Linked DNA regions of Mus musculus: all the other regions are linked to region 1. A link is a contact called in public Hi-C, HiChIP or PLAC-seq, capture Hi-C and promoter capture Hi-C data. All regions are on one chromosome and are shown on one strand. The core of a region is the stretch at or near the end of the contact, and the rest is flanking DNA. Distances in the headings are between cores, read along the strand shown. Region 1 holds the start of Cistr (chondrogenesis associated transcript). Region 2 holds the start of Hoxc9 (homeobox C9). Region 3 holds the start of Npff (neuropeptide FF-amide peptide precursor). Region 4 holds the start of Hoxc12 (homeobox C12). Region 5 overlaps Atf7 (activating transcription factor 7). Region 6 overlaps Atf7 (activating transcription factor 7).

The links. Promoter capture Hi-C pulls out the DNA fragments that hold promoters and counts their contacts. Hi-C and Micro-C count contacts between places; a contact is called where the count stands out from the background. HiChIP or PLAC-seq counts read pairs in DNA pulled down with a chosen protein or histone mark. Capture Hi-C pulls out chosen DNA fragments and counts their contacts.
Region 2: a contact with region 1 is called in a promoter capture Hi-C map of embryonic stem cells, with 15 read pairs. The contact joins the promoter of Hoxc9 here to the promoter of Cistr in region 1. A contact is called at or near these places in 28 of 39 promoter capture datasets (the 3T3-L1 cell line, 3T3-L1-derived adipocytes, the C10 cell line and 15 more), 5 of 15 datasets of contacts at CTCF or cohesin (the NIH/3T3 cell line, embryonic stem cells, pro-B cells and 1 more), 91 of 484 Hi-C or Micro-C datasets (the 3T3-L1 cell line, 3T3-L1-derived adipocytes, the AML12 cell line and 47 more), 28 of 115 datasets of contacts at active chromatin or transcription factors (the NIH/3T3 cell line, SST interneurons, astrocytes and 17 more) and 3 of 9 other capture datasets (adipose tissue, macrophages and pancreatic islet).
Region 3: an H3K27ac HiChIP or PLAC-seq map of microglia shows a contact between it and region 1, with 5 times the contacts expected there. The contact joins the promoter of Npff here to the promoter of Cistr in region 1. A contact is called at or near these places in 13 of 39 promoter capture datasets (the 3T3-L1 cell line, 3T3-L1-derived adipocytes, the C10 cell line and 8 more), 2 of 15 datasets of contacts at CTCF or cohesin (the NIH/3T3 cell line and embryonic stem cells), 11 of 484 Hi-C or Micro-C datasets (the G1E-ER4 cell line, the HL-1 cell line, Th1 cells and 6 more) and 8 of 115 datasets of contacts at active chromatin or transcription factors (the 230-238 cell line, the SCID.adh cell line, embryonic forebrain and 3 more).
Region 4: a capture Hi-C map of embryonic stem cells shows a contact between it and region 1, with 4 times the contacts expected there. The contact joins the promoter of Hoxc12 here to the promoter of Cistr in region 1. A contact is called at or near these places in 15 of 39 promoter capture datasets (the 3T3-L1 cell line, the C10 cell line, the HPC-7 cell line and 11 more), 2 of 15 datasets of contacts at CTCF or cohesin (the NIH/3T3 cell line and stem cell-derived epiblast-like cells), 20 of 484 Hi-C or Micro-C datasets (the C2C12 cell line, the F1.1 cell line, differentiating embryonic stem cells and 8 more), 23 of 115 datasets of contacts at active chromatin or transcription factors (astrocytes, craniofacial prominence, differentiating embryonic stem cells and 11 more) and 2 of 9 other capture datasets (adipose tissue and embryonic stem cells).
Region 5: an H3K4me3 HiChIP or PLAC-seq map of embryonic forebrain shows a contact between it and region 1, with 4 times the contacts expected there. The contact joins the enhancer-like site here to the promoter of Cistr in region 1. A contact is called at or near these places in 1 of 15 datasets of contacts at CTCF or cohesin (the NIH/3T3 cell line), 8 of 484 Hi-C or Micro-C datasets (the C3H10T1/2 cell line, beige adipocytes, cerebellum and 4 more) and 2 of 115 datasets of contacts at active chromatin or transcription factors (astrocytes and embryonic forebrain).
Region 6: a Hi-C map of cerebellum shows a contact between it and region 1, with 1.9 times the contacts expected there. The contact joins the enhancer-like site here to the promoter of Cistr in region 1. A contact is called at or near these places in 2 of 15 datasets of contacts at CTCF or cohesin (the NIH/3T3 cell line and embryonic stem cells), 13 of 484 Hi-C or Micro-C datasets (the Ba/F3 cell line, the G1E-ER4 cell line, the N1E-115 cell line and 8 more) and 1 of 115 datasets of contacts at active chromatin or transcription factors (embryonic forebrain).

The regions. Positions count from the first base shown.
Region 1 is chr15:102,745,579-102,748,278 of GRCm38.p6, reverse strand. It overlaps Cistr (chondrogenesis associated transcript), which reads left to right and starts at 1,370. Exons shown (of 1, transcript NR_104334.1): 1 at 1,370-1,838. It also overlaps a transcript of Gm36560 not described here.
Region 2 is chr15:102,975,757-102,978,456 of GRCm38.p6, reverse strand. It overlaps Hoxc9 (homeobox C9), which reads right to left and starts at 1,425. Exons shown (of 3, transcript NM_008272.3): 1 at 1,356-1,425.
Region 3 is chr15:102,523,286-102,525,985 of GRCm38.p6, reverse strand. It overlaps Npff (neuropeptide FF-amide peptide precursor), which reads left to right and starts at 1,365. Exons shown (of 3, transcript NM_018787.1): 1 at 1,365-1,479; 2 at 1,715-1,854; 3 at 1,957-2,147. The coding sequence starts at 1,378. The coding sequence ends at 2,059. Tarbp2 (TARBP2, RISC loading complex RNA binding subunit) reads right to left here. Exons shown (of 9, transcript NM_009319.3): 9 at 2,310-2,700. The coding sequence ends at 2,644. It also overlaps a transcript of Atf7 not described here.
Region 4 is chr15:102,935,444-102,938,143 of GRCm38.p6, reverse strand. Hoxc12 (homeobox C12) reads right to left here and starts at 1,318. Exons shown (of 2, transcript NM_010463.2): 1 at 688-1,318. The coding sequence starts at 1,291.
Region 5 is chr15:102,582,664-102,585,363 of GRCm38.p6, reverse strand. All of the region lies in intron 2 of Atf7 (activating transcription factor 7), which reads left to right. Among named protein-coding and RNA genes, the nearest start is that of Atf7, 41 kb to the left of the region's middle. Within about 2 kb of position 1,328, at least 66 of the 459 cell types and tissues checked have an H3K27ac peak or open chromatin away from gene starts, as enhancers often do. A contact at or near this core is called in the C3H10T1/2 cell line, astrocytes, cerebellum and 2 more, where this site is marked.
Region 6 is chr15:102,545,385-102,548,084 of GRCm38.p6, reverse strand. It overlaps Atf7 (activating transcription factor 7), which reads left to right. Exons shown (of 12, transcript NM_001310067.1): 7 at 213-312; 8 at 818-931; 9 at 1,528-1,680. Among named protein-coding and RNA genes, the nearest start is that of Npff, 22 kb to the right of the region's middle. Within about 2 kb of position 1,259, at least 45 of the 459 cell types and tissues checked have an H3K27ac peak or open chromatin away from gene starts, as enhancers often do. A contact at or near this core is called in cerebellar granule neurons, cerebellum and cortical neurons, where this site is marked.

The DNA.
Region 1 (2,700 bases), core at 121-2,620:
TGGTTTGGTTTTTTGTTTTGTTTTGTTTTGTTTTGAGACAGGGTCTTACTATGTAGCTTTGGCTAGCCTGTGTGTAACTCCCTGCCCTAGAAACCATAGAGTGTTGCGTGCCTCTGCCTCCGGAGTCCTGGGATTAAAAGTATGTGCCACAGTACCTCTCGTTGGCCTCTGGGTTTTAATTTGCTCAGTCCTGTGTACTGATCTGCGTTGTGTCCTTTGTTCTGTGAGTCCGTCCAATCGGAGCTTTGGTGCAGGTGTTCAGTTGCTCATGTGAAATTCCCTTGAGGCCTATTACATCTGAGTTTACCAGTCCTTTGCTCAGAATTTTAGGTTACAGAGACAGGAGCAGACTGAGGAGGAACACGGAGACTAAAGAGGGCTAATATTGATTGAGTGAATACTAGGTGCCAAGGTCGCTACCTTCATCATCCCCCGCGCTATTTCTCACAACTGTCTCACAAAGCACTAAAATTACTTCCCACCCTTCACAGGGTATCAAGGCCAGGTAAGAGGCCACACGTGAGGGACAAGGCAAGACCTAAGGTCATCAATAGCCAGCCTGAGGAATCTTGGCTAAGACTTACGCGCCTGCAAAATATGCTTGCAGTTTAGCTAAAAGGTGGGGAAGAGAAAGAAAGCTAAACCACTCGGTCGGTTCTTAAGTCCAGAACAGCCTTGTTAATGGCTAAGGACAAAGCCGCACCTAAACCTTCGGGTCTAAGTGCCTTGGGAGGAACCCTGGCAGGAGACGAGGGCGGGAGGGAGGCTGGCAGGCTGCTACATCAGCGGGCAGAGAAATGGCGAATACCCGGAGCGAGACCGAGGCATCAGGCCACAGGGCCCACTAAGGGCGGATGACTGCGTCCAACAGTCCTCGTCGATGTATGAAAAGGGACCCGCGGGGAAGAGAGATCCTGTAGAGAAGATGGGGAGACTGCGGCAGACAGGGTGTGGGTTCGAGGCAAGGGGAGGGCGAGAGCAGAACCCCTCCTCTGAGCTGTGGGACGAGGCCCGCGCGCAGAGGAGGGCAGACCCTAAAGAGCAGGCGGGTGCGGGCGGAGACCTTCAGCTCAAGGACACCGAGCCAGGCGGGGTGGAGTGAGCAGCGGCCCTGAGAAGCCGACAAGCGCCCAGCGCTCAGCTCCAGGGCAGAGTGTCTCGGCCGCCCCCGCGCGCCCTCCCAGCCCGGGCCGCGCGCGCCCGGCGCTGGCATGAAATTGGCTGCAGCCGTAATGAGTCCGCGCGGCGCGGAGGAGGCTGAGGGCCCGCCAGGGAGCCCTGTGCGCCTCGTTTAGCTTGTTTATTGTTCAGGCCTAATTAAAACGTTCCACCGCTCTGCGTTTACATCCGCCCCCCGCTAATGAATTCGCGGCCGCCGGGCGATTTCGGAAACTGCCGCGGGCCGGAAGGGGGTGGGTAGGAGGCGGCCGAGCTGGGGAGGGAGCGAGGGTGAGGACGCCCCCGCACGCATCTCTTCCACCACCCCAGGAGGCTGCAGACGTCCCGCGATTGGCTCCGAAGTCGATGTCTGCTTCCCCAGCCGCAGCGCCCCAAACTGGGACAGGCATTTGGAGGCGATGGAGATCTGGTCATAGCCAGGGGAAGGAAAGCCAGGAGCCAGAGTAGGACCGGTGCGCCCAAGGCCCTGATGCTAGTGAAGGCCTACGCGCATGAGCGCACCTGCCCCGGGAAGCGCGTCCACGCAGCATCTGTGCGCGCTATTGTCATGTCGGTCTCCCTCTGGCTATTTCTCCCCAGCAGTGATAGTCTGAGCCGGGCTTGCAATACTTCTGGTCTTCCTAGCTGTAACTGTTTGCCAGTTTTGCTGTCTGCCTCCTTGTCACGACCTCAGAGAGGGCAGATGGAGCCAGTGGAGAGAGAGAGAAAGAAGGCTCCATTCCAGCCCCGCTGCTCCTGCAGACACCAGCACGCACACTCAGGCACACATCGCCTGTGAATTCACTTCTCACGATGCCTTCCGCCGCATGTAGCCAAATGAAATACTCAGAAAGCAATGGAAATATTACTCACACACGACCACGTGGAAATACACAAATGAACAAACACGCTCAGACATAGCTGAATGCCAGTCGCACACAGATGGAAAGACAGGAGCCTGGGGCATAAAGCCACATGGCACAAAGCTACTTGGATATGTATGCCCCTACACACACACACACACACACACACACACAACTGCACACCTATCCAGAAAATTGTGCACAAGTGCCATCTAACACATGTCAGTGTGCCTTCCAGAAGGCCCCAGTTCCTCTTAGAAATGGGATCACCCAGCCTGCCTCTTGAACCTGCCTCCATTCTATCTATTCCAGTTCTTTGTACCCAGCCAAAAAGAAAAAAAGCTGTTCGCTGCGCTCACAATTTGTCCACCCTCCTCAGAATGGCCATAGAGAAGTACTTGTCATTCTGTTTCATGCACTATTGGGTTTCTTCTTCCACACCCCACTCCTAACTCTGCTCTTCCAGACAGCTTTCTCACATGAACTCGCTAGCTCTCCTTATACATTTACCCTAGTCATTTACCATTTTCAGTCTGATATATCTAGGGGATCACCAAGTTACTTGCACTTGAGTGTGCTCTACACCAACATGGACGGGGTTATGAGCCACCCTTGGTGGGGATGGATAATCAGGACAGGGCAGTTCTTGACTATCTGATGCCACACTGGGGTGTGAGCG
Region 2 (2,700 bases), core at 176-2,675, 230 kb before region 1:
CTAGACCCTCCCCACTCAGAAGTCAGCACAGCTGTGGACCAGAAAGCAGGCCTTGCCCACAGGCCCCTCCTTACCAATGTCCCATTCTATTATGCCTCCTAGAAAGAGGTAGCCTAAAGGAAGGGGTCTGATAAGAGACTGGGAGTCCAGAGGACACTAGGCCCAGGTCCTTCATATAGGTTGTGACTCTCATGTTTCACATTTAAAAGCTAGCAGGTCAGGACTGTGAAGTGGACTTTCAAGTTTTCCCTAAATCTAGGCTTGTAGATATGGAGGGCAAAGACATGGATGCGAAGAAGCAAGGTCTCATCTTGGGGATTCAGTTACTCCCACTGAATCTCCTATTTTATTCTAAGACTTTCTCTCATTTACCCAACTCCTTTCAATTGTTCTTAGCATCAATGGGGCAACCTGAGAGACTTGAGGAAACTGGGAGTCACTGCTGGAAAGGGAGGAAGAAAGCCCAGTTCTAGCTGACTATTCTGTATTCACCTTACACCCCCAACAGATTCCAGTGGGCACAGGAGAGGAGTCCCCTGAAGGGGGATGGGCAAACCTCTATCACCTCAAACCTGGGCAACTGAGAAAACAGCCAAGCTAGCACTGTGGGAAGGACAGACAAACAGATAGGTTAGAGTCATCCTCCTCCCTCCCCCTACCGCGTGTCTCCCTTTTAATGATTTAAATTCCCTCCGGTTCAATCCACACCGTCAAGTTCGGATTAAATTTAAAACAGGCTTTCTTCTGTGCCCCCAGCGGGCCATCCCGGCCGCCGCAGGCAGAGAGCCCGCTCTCTGCTCCTCAGCACCCTCCCTGAACCGAGGAGGCCCTACTCCGTTTGCTTTCATTTTCCTTCTCCCCCTGAAATGGGCTCATTTCGTCCCTCCGCTGCCCTCTCGCCTTCCCCGCCCCCCTCCCTGGTTCCCTTCTAGTTCCCCCCCCATCTCTCCTGATCCCTCTTTGTTGGGAAAAACACACCCACACACAACTCCTCCTAGCTAAGGCCTGAGCTGGAAGCAGAAACTGAGTTCTCCTGCTTGCTGCGAGGAGAACTGCGTGCTACCCCCACCCAAGGTGGGTATCTGGGATCCCTGCCACCACACCAAGAGCCAGGCCCCCAAGCTCCGCAAGCGTGAAACCCCCAGGGCCTGTGAACGTGGCCCTCTCAACGCCATGGCCTGCCCGGCCTGCCTTTGCGCCGGCGCCCCCGCCCTGCCGCTCCGCAGCAAACGGGGTTATTTCCGGCTCCCCCAACACAGTCTGTTTTTCCAGCCTGGGGAGTGACTGGAGAGGTAGCCTCCCCAGAACCAGGGTTGCCCTGTGCTCTGATTCAATGGCTCTGAGCGCGTTGTTACCTGATCTTTTGTGTGATGTATGTATCGCAAGGAAATTTGCAGTGACTTTGGAGCCCAGACTGAGGAAGCGGAGGTGGCGAAAGGAGAGACAATAAGGGCTCGAAGTACAATTAAGGAGCCACAGCCGCGGGTCCCTCCCCGCCCTCCCTAACCGACTGGAGCTGTCTAGCTTCAAACATCAGGGCGACCCGCGAACCTAGAACCGGAAAACTCAGCCTGTGACCAAGGAGCCAAAGGACTACACATCCAGAAAAGAGGAAGAATGCTCCCTCCCAACCTGGGTTGTCGTAGCCAGCCCTGCCGAGTTTCAGAGAATCCAATGAATGAAAGTACACATTCCGACGACGAATTTTTCTGAGCCTTTGGAAGGAGTGCCCGGGTTTGGGAAGTCTCAGACAGACAGGCAAGCGGCGTCTCCCAATGCAGACAGACCACAACATGAGTGTGAGACTGAAATCATACACAGGTTGAACATCCCGAGGCCTCCTTTCCAGGCCTGGTGGGCGCCGATCTCCCTACCTTCTCTCCCGCCAGAACCTTAAGCAGAGGCCCGGAAGACTTGGTACCTTGGGCTTGGTGCAATACCGCCTCAGAAAGCCTCCTTTACCTGCTTCTTGGCTCCCCACGGCCACAGAGGCAGGGCAGCAGCCTCCCGCCCAGGGAGGGAAGCCCTGGCCACCGCAGCCGCCGCCACCCGCCCTCCTTCCCTCCCTCCCTCCTTCGCCCTCCCTCCCTCCCTCGCACGCTGCCGCTCGCGGGGCCCTCCCGCGGACAACCTGCTCTGGACCATATCCAGGTATCTCCGAAAGGAAAAAAAAAAGAAAAGAAAGAAAGAAAAGAAAAAAAGAACTGCGTATACGGGGAGGTGGGAACACATAACTGCATTTATTTTCATGCTCTAATCATTGGTTCGACCCTAGTTTAGTCTTCCCGGACACAGCCCATCAGCCGCAGAGATGTGCGGGGCCTACAGCCTCGCCCAAGCTGACCGCCGCGCCCCGCGCACAACACACTCCCTCAATACCCCTGGTTGCCGCGCCCCCGGCAGCCCAAACACCCAACAGACCTCAAGGTCCTTCCTACAGACTCAACATCCGGTTGCCTGGCTCGCCGCTGACCACAGACCAGGAGTCCACTCTACTCAGTCTGTGGTCGATGTTCACACACAATCCACCTTGTCCCTGCTCTTGTGCCCTGCCCGGACACCCTTCGGAGTCCAGCCATCCGCTGAGCTACACTTGGGCTAACCTCGTCCCCAGCAAGGACCCACACAAAGCTCTGTGCGCTAGTCTTCCCATTTATACTTCCCCTATCCCCGTTTGCCGCCTTCACGTCACCTGTTCTC
Region 3 (2,700 bases), core at 116-2,615, 220 kb after region 1:
AAATGTAAGTTGGTTCCAATAAAGTACTTCCCTGTTGAGCAAAGAAGATGTGGATACATGGTATTTCTCCAAATATGTGAGGGGCTTTTACATATGACTGAGAGATAACCTGAGACTCCATTGAACAAGCTAGGACCTCTGGTAGAGGCCACCAAGAAGCTAAAGCCCACTCAGCACTCTCTGGAGATGGTAAGTTCCCCAGGACTGGAGTGGGAGGACAGCAAAGGGAATCACAGTTGACATTTTGAAAACACCGGGTCTGTGCTTTCCTACAAAATGCATCCCAAATGTTTCTCCTAGCAAGTAATTCATTTTACTGTTCCCATATGTAAGTGAGGAAAAAAAGAGTGTGAGCAGCTTGCTTTGCTCATGGGGTAGAACCCCGACAGTCCTTCTTCTGTTTAGGCTAGAGACATGGTACTCTGACACCTGGATTTGCAAGTGAGGTTAGGACTAGCTCCTTTAAAGGACCCTTCCCTGAACTGGAGTGATTGTCTGTCCCTAAAGCAGAACCCTAGTCGCCAGCTCCAGTAGTATATTAGAACCAGAACCAGGCAGAGCCCATGCTGACCAGACGGAACTGGAAAAATGTCACAATTCTGGGCCCCAAAGAACTAGGTCCTCAAGTCCTAGACAAAATGTATGGAAAGGGAAATGGCTGGACGTGGCAGTGAAGAGTAGTGGCCACAAGGTGGCAGCAGAGTTTCAGCTGTGGAGGCCCAATCCCCAGTTCTCTTGCAAAGATGGGCCTGTCCACAAAATTTACAGGCCACCTCTACTCAGTAAGGCTCCAAAAAGAGTCTCCTATCTCTCACTTAACTATTCACAGGTAAATCTTAAAGGGTAGTGAACCCACATTTAACCTGACTAGAAGCAGTGGGGATTGAAATGGGGCTGTGGTCCTGATCACCCATTCCAGGCAGGAGTAGGGACCAAGCTGGTTCACCCTAGCCTGCACTTAACACTAGTTCCTTCCCATCCAGGACATAATGCCCAATTCTGACAGGAGTTTCTCCAGTCAGGAACAAGAGGTGATCAATTGAAGCTTCTCCAATCTGTTGAAGGATTGGAGGTTCTTCTAAGGTTCCCCCAGGGTCTAACTCTGACAAACTGTCTGCAATTAATGATGCTTCCTGAGCTCCGGAGACAAGATTTATGCATCTAATAAAGTCTATATAACTCCAGGCTTAGGCTGGGGGGGAGGAAGCTAAGAGCAGAGAGTCCCCAGGGGAGTACGGGAGGGGGGGTCCCAGGTGGCTCTTAATAGAGCCATGCATTTCCATTGCTTGTCTAGATTTCCCCCCAGGCTGCCGGTGAGGTGGGGGTAGGGACATCAGGTATAAGAAGACCGTGGGCACTCAGGAGGCAGATGGCAGCATGGACTCCAAGTGGGCTGCTCTGCTGCTGCTGCTACTGCTGCTGCTGAATTGGGGCCACACTGAAGAGGCAGGGAGCTGGGGTGAAGACCAAGTCTTTGCAGTGAGTGAACATCCTGCTGCCCCATCCACCCAGCCGCCATCTCTCCTTCAGCTGAAACTTATGATACAGGGTTTGGTGTTCCCCAGGCTGCTAAGGTCTTCAAAAAGTCTGGCTTCTAAGGGAGGGAAATGGCTTCTCAGCCCACGCAAGTTTCCCCTAGAAGCCATTCTTTCCCTCCATGTCTTCAGTGTACAAGACACTGCCAGGTTCCTTCCCTGCCACTCTCTCATCACAGGGAGAAGATAAGGGACCCCACCCACCACAGTATGCCCACATTCCAGACAGGATCCAGACTCCTGGGTCCCTCTTTCGTGTTCTGCTCCAGGCCATGGACACACCTAGAAGGAGCCCAGCCTTCCTGTTTCAGCCCCAGAGGTGAGTTCCAAAGGGAAGAGGCTGAGAAGGGTGGAGGGCAGAGGAAGATGTGAGAGAAGGTGAGATGGAGGGAGTGCCAACTAAGGATGAATCTCTCCTAAGGTTTGGCAGAAGTGCATGGGGGTCCTGGAGCAAGGAACAGCTAAATCCGCAGGCCAGACAGTTCTGGAGCCTGGCCGCTCCTCAGCGCTTTGGGAAGAAGTAGCATCGTCAGCTGTGATGCCTGCATGCAAAACCACTTCCCCATGTTCCCTGTGTGCCCCCAAATAAAAATGGTCCGGCTGGCTTCAGAATCCCTGTGTTTGGACAAGACTGTCAGGGAGCAGGTGGGAGCCCAAGGGCAATAGCTGTAGCCCCCCTTCACCTCCACTCAGTCTCTAGCCATTCTGTTGTTAAGGATCCCCAAGGCTACTACTGCACCTTGCCTCCTCTCGGTAACAAAAAAGAACAAGGGGTTCAAAAGGAGAACAAGCTCACCATGTTTATTCCTTATACCCTCATGACCCAAGGCCAGAGAGAGCAGGGTTTTGGAAGCCAAAGAGCAGCATTTATTCAGGACTCCAATAGATTCATCCATCACCCACGGAATGAGGACAAATCCTGTGCTGGCTGGGGCCCTGTGGTTCATGGCTCCTTGCTTGCCTGTGCCTTCCTCAGTCTCAAGGCAGACAGGCTGTGTCAGAGGTAGAGATGGCACCTCTGGAGGGTACCAGAGCTAGGTGGATACATGGACCCAGGGGCAGAAGGAGCAAGAAGTAAAAGATGCATATCCATCACTGCAGTGGGATGCTACTTGCTACCCGCCATGATCCTGAGGTACTGTAGGGCGCGGTGAGCAGCATCACC
Region 4 (2,700 bases), core at 69-2,568, 190 kb before region 1:
ATGTTTACCCAGACCATCCTCACCAAACCATCACCAAAACATCCTGTTTTCACTCTATGCCTCAACACTACCTTCCATAGTAGTATACACATCTTTTTATGTTCCTACCTCAATTCTTCCAAACTATCTTTTATTATTATTATTATTATTATTACTACTACTACTACTCCCACCCCCACCCCCACCAGTACCACCATCATTATCATTATTATTATTAAATTTTCCTGACCCTTACAACTTCTGGAACTACAGATCCCATCAGTTAGGAAAGTTGTGGGCGGGTGGTGAAGAGTAAATCATGTTGATTGCGTTTCTTAAAATAAGAACTGTGAGAAACGGGGGCCTATGGCTAAGCAGAAGGAAAGGCAACCTGAAAAATAGGAATGGAATCTCCTTCTCCACCTCTTTACTCTTAGGCTTGGGGAAGTCCCCGTCAGAATCCCTGTACTCTGGAGCTCCCTGACCCCTACAGCCACTAGGAGCGGAAAAAGGAAATCTCTCCAGGTCTTTTATGGGGATATTTACATGTTTATAGGGTCCCCCCCCCACACACACACTTCTTTTTAAAAGAAGCCCTAGCTCACAACACATTCTGTCACCCTAGGCAGTTCCAGCTCAGGCCTCCCCTGCCTAAACTAGCAAGACGTCCTGTCAGAGTAAGCATCACAAGTGGGCTGGGGTCCTTACCGCTGGCTGAGAGCCCGCCGCCTGGGTTCAACGGCGAAACCAGAGAGCCAGGGTCACCAGCGCTGGCGCTCTTATTGCCCTCGTTGAGTAGGGACGAACTGGAGTCGGATTCCAGTGACTGGCACGAGGGTGGATCGTGGGGGGGTCCCGTGCTGCCGTCGCCACCGCCGCCGCTCGCCGTGTAGTCGTACTTGAAGCCGAGCGCAGGTGGCCCCGACGGCTCCAGCTGCAGTAGCGCTGCCCCGGGTCCCGCTCCGGGTTCGCGCCCGCGCTCCTCCCGCTTTAGGCCCCCGCCGCCGCCCTCAGCGCAGGGTTCTCGGTAGTAACCCTTGCTATCCTCCACGCGAGCCAACTCGCACGTGCGGCCGAAAGGCGGGTTGAGAGACACGGGACTGCCGAGATAGGGCTGTGGGTAGCCATTGCACGGCTCGGCCGACGGCCAAGGCAGCGAGCACACGTTGTCGCGGCGTGGGTAGGACAGCGAAGGCAGCCCCGGGAGTTGTGCCCCTGACGCGCGGAAGTTGGGGAAGTAGAAGGTGTCTCCTGTGTGGATATTCACCAGCGGCCCCACAAACCCAGGATTCAGGAGATTATGCTCGCCCATTTCCGCGGGGCCCGACCGGCTGCTTCTACTTTATTGCTATCTGACATTAAACATAGTTAAACCTGCACCAGCCACCCATTGGCCGCTCTACTCACGTGGGCGCTACCGCCAGGGGGAGGGGTGGGGACAACCGAACCCCCCACCCACATTCCCCGCACCAACTCTACTTCCCCCTTCCCCAATCCTGGGTGGAGATGGGGGAGCGAAAGGCAGGAACAGATTTATTCGTAGGATTCTGGTTTTTAAAAAGTCATATAAAACCTTAACGCAGACGGGGAAGCGATCGCTCGACGCGGGGCAAAACCAAAAAAAAAAAAAAAAAAAAAAAAAAAAAAAATAGCGCCACCAAAAATATCCGCACATACACACCTCTGCACCCTGCACCCCTCCCCAGATGTATTATCTTATCACCAACAGCTGGCCGAGCACAGCCCGTCCCTCTTTAATTAGCTCCTTTATTAACTAAAACCGTTGGAATTTACAATATCTCCCCAATAAATTACTATTAGATATTGTGTCATATAAAGTTTACTGGCTGTTTAAGGAGACGGATGAGCCCTTTGGCTCAGGGTTTATTTACAGTAGAGGCGAAGTGGGGGTGAGAACAGGTTTTCCTGCAGCTATCTCTCAGCCCTGCCAGCGCTGCGCTGCTGCGTTGTCTCCATTGCATTTTCTTCTAGGGGTATGAAAAGATACTTGAGGTTCTTTCACTCGAGAAAGGTGTAGAGGGGGATTGATCATTCTATCTCTTCTGTACCCCTAACTAACCTTAGCCTCCACTAAGGTTCCATCAGTAGAGGAAGAACCGAAGGCAGAGAGAAGAGCAAATGAAGGTGCTGAGTTTGGTGCGGACCTATTTTCCTGCTCTTGAAAATCTAGGGGTGGCTTGAACTGCTTTTCGGCTGTGACTTCTAGGTACTGGGAGCTTCTAAGAATCTCCTCATCTTTATGACAGGAGGCTGTCAGCCCCAGCAGAAACTGGCTGGCCCAAATGATTACATATTCTACAGCAAAGGAGATTACCCTACAACCTGCAGGCTGACTGTGGGGCCAGTATGGAGCAGCGGCCAGGGGTGAGTTGCCTTCTGAGGTGGGACAAGAGTGAGGGGAAAATCCGGAGAAGTATCCTGTTGAGAACTCAAATTTTTATTTATGATGCTTCTTCTAGAGAAGGATGGGAACCTAGCACTGGCTGTTGATTATAATGAACATCTGCAAGTCAACATTGGGATTCCCAACTGGGGCACCGGTAGACCAGCTCACCAAGAGAAGAACCAGCTCAAATACATTTTTATTAGGGTTATAGCAAAGAGACACTCACCATCTCTGATTATTTTGAGCTTTAGCTGTCCAAGGTTGAATAAACAGTTTGACAACGTATACATATTAAAACGATTGTGACGATTTTT
Region 5 (2,700 bases), core at 79-2,578, 160 kb after region 1:
AGATTTTTCTTAAGAAAGAAAATGTCAACATTCTGCTCACAGGATTGTAATCAGGCTGAATTAAGCTTTTCAGCGGGTAACTTCAATAGCATACTATGTATTTATAAATTGAACTTCTGATATTTTGAGAAAAGCTCCTTCAGAAGTACTTTGGTTAAATCCTGGGTTTGAGCTTAGTTGAGATTTTAGCAAATAACAAACCTTTTTAAATGAGTTACAATGACCGGTATTAGAAATGTAACTCAGTTTCAGGCCTTAAACTTAAGACATTTATTGTTTTCCTAATATTATTTATAAAACAAACATCTTTATTTTTGTTCTCATTTCATAAATTTTTATGGAAAGGGTTTGTATTTTGTTGGGGGAAATTCTGTCCTGTTTTTTCATAGCATTTCACTCTTACTGGTCCCTTTGCTTCTGTACCTGTTACAGGACTCAGCACAGTTATGCACATTTACGAAATAAAATGGGCTTCATTACTACTACGTTTATGGTTCCCTTTTTCTTTGTTTGCTATAGATAATCAAAACATTTTTCACCAAAAATTGAGTATCTTCCCTTTCAAGCCTCATTTTCTTTCCTCTTTTAATTGTTGAATCTGTTTAACCAACGAGGTATACTGTCCTTTAAACTGTAGCACGTGGCTCTTATTTTTTTAGTAAGGATGTTTGAAGGAAAGCTTTTCTTTTGAATTCTCATCCTGAAGAGATGATACAAACTATGAGGGAAAATGTTAATACCTTATTTTAATGACATTTTGCCTTTTAATTTTCTCAAAATTATCATGTTTATAGATAAGATTTTAAGAAGGGGGATGAGATTTTAAGAAGGGAAATACCATGAGGGAAAAGATTTGAGACAATATCTTTGTGGTTTGCTTTTGAAATTTCTTTGTACAACAAAATTTGCTATTTAAGATAGCATCTAAGATGCATGGGTAAGAATCTGGATTTCTAGCGATCGTGTGAAGTACAGACAGAATGAGAATGAGCTTTGTGAAATTAGCTCGTTTCCAGTCTGGCATCTCCATGTGCTTTGTGTGGCTGCTGACTCTGCGGGCAGATTGAAGTACTGAACCAACTTCTGTTCTAAATGTTCAAATTGCCAGCCACCATTCTGGCTTTTAAATCTTGTTCACATCCATGATGCCAGATTTTGAGCGAGCATAGCTGTCTTTTACATCCCAGACAGAATTTGTAATTCCCTGTAATTTAAGGAAAGAGTTTTTCCTTTTTACCTTTGAAAATCTCCGAGTGGCACTGCAGAATAAATCTAGCCTTGCTTTGTCCTTTGCGTCATTGTAGAAAGCTAAGCACTCCATTTGGTATTCAGCAGATTGGCAGTCAGAATTGCAGCTCTGCTTATGAAAGACGCAGTGTCTTGAAGAGCCATGAATACTGTTCTAGAAAAAATTTGTCCTGGGGCAAAAGAAACAGCTCCTTATCTTCCCGAGGGCCAAATCTTTTGATACTAAGCAATTATCCCTTGACTTTCCTGAAAAAATAGCTCAATCTACCATAGAGATTGGCACCAGCACAAATTACAGTGCCAAGCTGATTCCTTAGCCACATGGAAAGGCATTGGTGATGCCAAAGGCTTAATGGTGGTGATTGTTCTGCTGAGGATCTGTGTCCCGTGTAAGCCTCTTGGCTTTTCTACCTCTGAGGGAGATAGCTTTTGATGTTTACCCACCAATCACCATAAGACTTCATTGTGAAAGGGCCAGTGTCACATCCTCCTTTCTTCAAGTTTCCCTCCTTGTCCTCTGTGGGTTGAGAACAAGCTATAGTTTTTCTTTTCCTTTCTTCTCATCTCTTCTATGTCCTTCTTTCTTTTCTTTCTTTCTTTCTTTCTTTCTTTCTTTCTTTCTTTCTTTCTTTCTTTTTTTTTTTTTTTTTTTGCATTCTTCTTATCGTGGTTCTTATTAGCCCCTGTCCTGGGTGAACATTACTAAACAGTGTTTCCTTTTTTTAAATTAATAGACTTTATTTTTTAGAGCATTTTTGTATATGTGCTCTTTCTTCCTTCCTATTGTTGTCCTCCTTATTTTTAAGATAGGGTTTCCTGTAGCCCAGGTAGCCCAGGCTCATCTCAGATTCACAATGAGACTTTGTCCTTGGTCCCTCTAGTGTTGGGGTTGCAGGTGTGTCCTATCGCACACGGCAGGAGCTTGGGTGTTTTAAAATATATATTATATATATAAATAAATAATATCATATTTTGGAGGTGTATGATGTAAGTGTGGTGCATACATGCCATTGTATGTTTATGAAGATCAGAGGACAGTTTGGAGAGACCTCACCTTGTTGAGGCAGGGTACATAAATATACAGTACCCACACCTTTAGTCCCTGCACAGGGAGGCAGAGGCAGAGGCAGTCTGATTTAATTACAGACAGAGGCAATCTGATTTACAGGAGGCAAGGCCTGTCTGGTCTACAGACTATGTTTCAGAATGCCCAAAGCTACACAGAAAAAAAAAATTCTGTCTCAGAAACAAACAAAACAACAAAAACAAAAAAAGGATAACAGGTGTTAGACACCATGCTCAGTTTATGATGTTCTGGAAATTGAACATAGGGCCCCCTGCTTTCCAGGCAAGCACTGTACCAACTGAGCTAAATCTTCAGCCCTATTAATAAAAAATTTAAAGACAATTTTAGGTTCATACAAAATTAAGTAGGAAGTAGAGTCCTCATCT
Region 6 (2,700 bases), core at 10-2,509, 200 kb after region 1:
TGTGATATTTAGGGGCTGGAGAGATGACTCAGTGGTTAAGAACACAGAGGTCCTGAGTTCAATTCCCACAACCACATGGTGGCTCTAACCATCTGTAATGGGATATGATGCCCTCTTCTGGTGTGTCTGAAGACAATGTTTTTGTATATATTCATATATAAAATAAATAAATCCTTTAAAAAATATATTGTGATATTTCATTTCTCCTGCAGATCTCCTACTGGCTCCCTCCCTCTCGTCATGCATCTTGCTAATGGACAGACCATGCCTATGTTGCCAGGGCCTCCAGTACAGATGCCTTCTGTTATTTCGGTGAGCTTTGTAGTTGAGCAGCCAAACCTACCAGCACACCGATTCCTCCTTTCCACCTGAATGATCATAACCCCAAGACCCCAGGGATATGTGGGCCTGGACTGTATTAGTTGTGTGTGGCAATGTGCCCAAACTCTTCACTAACCTCTGCCAGTGCAACACTGTGAAGCACTAGACAAAGCTTCATCTGGACAGTTGGCTCCTAGTCAAGGAGTTGATCTTGCCAACCTGCTGACTGGTTGACTTCACTCACCCCATAGCTTCTCCTGCACTGCTTACCCCTTTCCTGAAGATACACTCTCAGTCTTTCCCACAGAAAAGGACTGCAGAATGAGGTTCCTTACTCTGTGGTACTCCTTAGGAAAGATGATTTCCCAGGCTATCCCTGCTTGTCTTGTGAGCAGGTTACACAGAACAGACCCTGACATACCAATCTCAAAAACACTTGATTTGGGGAAAACAAATGCTACCATATCTCCTGGTTTTGATCCTTCTCTTGATTTAGCTGGCCAGACCTGTGTCCATGGTGCCCAACATTCCTGGTATACCTGGCCCACCGGTTAACAACAGTGGCTCCATTTCTCCCTCTGGCCACCCTATGCCGTCAGAAGCCAAAATGGTGAGTATACCCTAGTCTGGAGTACTTCTAATTGTTGGCCTTCTAGAAGAAGTAATAACAGTCTAGATTTTTCAAGTGAACCAAGCAAAGGAACCTTCTGAGGTTTGCATAGCTAAAGATATTCTGCTGTGGGGTTGGAAAAGACCCTGATTTCTAAGTCTCCTGTCCCCACCCTTACAGCCTGGCACAGGCCATGGCACAGGAAGAAGCAGCACAGATTGTTTGGAATGGAACACTTGCTATTTCAGTTCCAGGACAACAGATGGAGGGGGTGAGTGGGCAGGGGAGCTGGCCAAGTGGTGAATAGCTGCGTAACTAGCATCTGGCCAGGTTCCAGGAGAGAGCTTTCATGTGGGACCTATTGCTTCCACAAGCCCCAGTCCCCAGCTGTGCCCAGGATAATAGTCAGGGAACAAGAGTAGGCATTTCAGGGATCCAGGTGGGCACTTTTCTCTTCCTGTCATTTTCTTTTAGTTCCCTGTTAAGAAAAACTTGGGGCAAGAATTTTAATTATAAGATCAGTAATACAATCAGTTCATCCTTCCTATCCTTGACAGAACCTCACTCTTGCCTTCTTAAATAATCTTTCCACATAGAGACTAAAAGCCACGCTGACCCATCAAGTTTCTTCAATCAATGGAGGTTGTGGAATGGTGGTGGGTACTGCAAGCACCATGGTGACTGCCCGTCCAGAGCAAAACCAGATCCTCATCCAGCACCCAGATGCCCCATCCCCTGCCCAGCCACAGGTCAGTTGTGCCCTTGGACGAGCACTGCAGGTGTGCTGCCCCTACTCTTTATGTTATATCTGTTTTTCAAGAATCATGAGATGGGAAAAGAATAAATTTAGCTTTTGGGGTAACCAGCTATTTGGTAGATTGACTACAGCAAAACAAACTATTCATTATCTACCTTCATGTTAGGCATAAATGCAAACAGCTTGAATTATGCAGAGCTTTTGCAGAAGAGGCCTCTGTATCTCCTGCTTATCTGTTAAGTCATAACAAAAAAGTTATCACGGGGCTGATGAGATGGCTCAGTGGTTAAGAGTGCCGACTGCTCTTCCAAAGGTCCTGAGTTCAAATCCCAGCAACCACATGGTGTCTCACAGCCATCTGTAATGAAATCTGATGCCCTCTTCTGGAGTGTCTGAAGACAGTTACAGTGTACTTACATATAATAAATAAATAAATTTAAAAAAAAAACAATCTTTAAAAAAAAAAGTTATCAGTCACCGGATTAGAGTTTATGGCATAAGACTCATAAGAATATATTAGGGGCTAGAGAAATGACTTAGCAGTTCAGATCTGCTCTTCAGATTTGAATTGAACTGCAGAGGTCCTGAGTTCAATTTCACAGCAACCACATGGTGGCTCATAACCATCAATAATGTAGTCTGATGCTCTCTTCTGGTACTCATACATAAATAAATAAATCTTAGGGAAAAAAAGAATATATTGATACTGGGACTGGAGAGATGGCTCAGCAGTTAAGAGCACTGGCTGTTCGTCCAAAGGACCTGAGTTCAGTTCCCAGCATGGCAGCTCACTACTGTCTATAACTGTAGTCCCATGGGATCCCATAACTTATTTTTTTGTTTGTTTGTTTGTTTCTCATTATGGATGGTTGTGAGCCACCATGTGGTTGCTGGGATTTAGACTCATGACCTCTGGAAAAGCAGTCAGTGCTCTTAACCGCTGGCCATCTCACCAGCCCCCATAACTTCTTCTGATGTACATGTAGACAAAACACCCATATACATACATAAT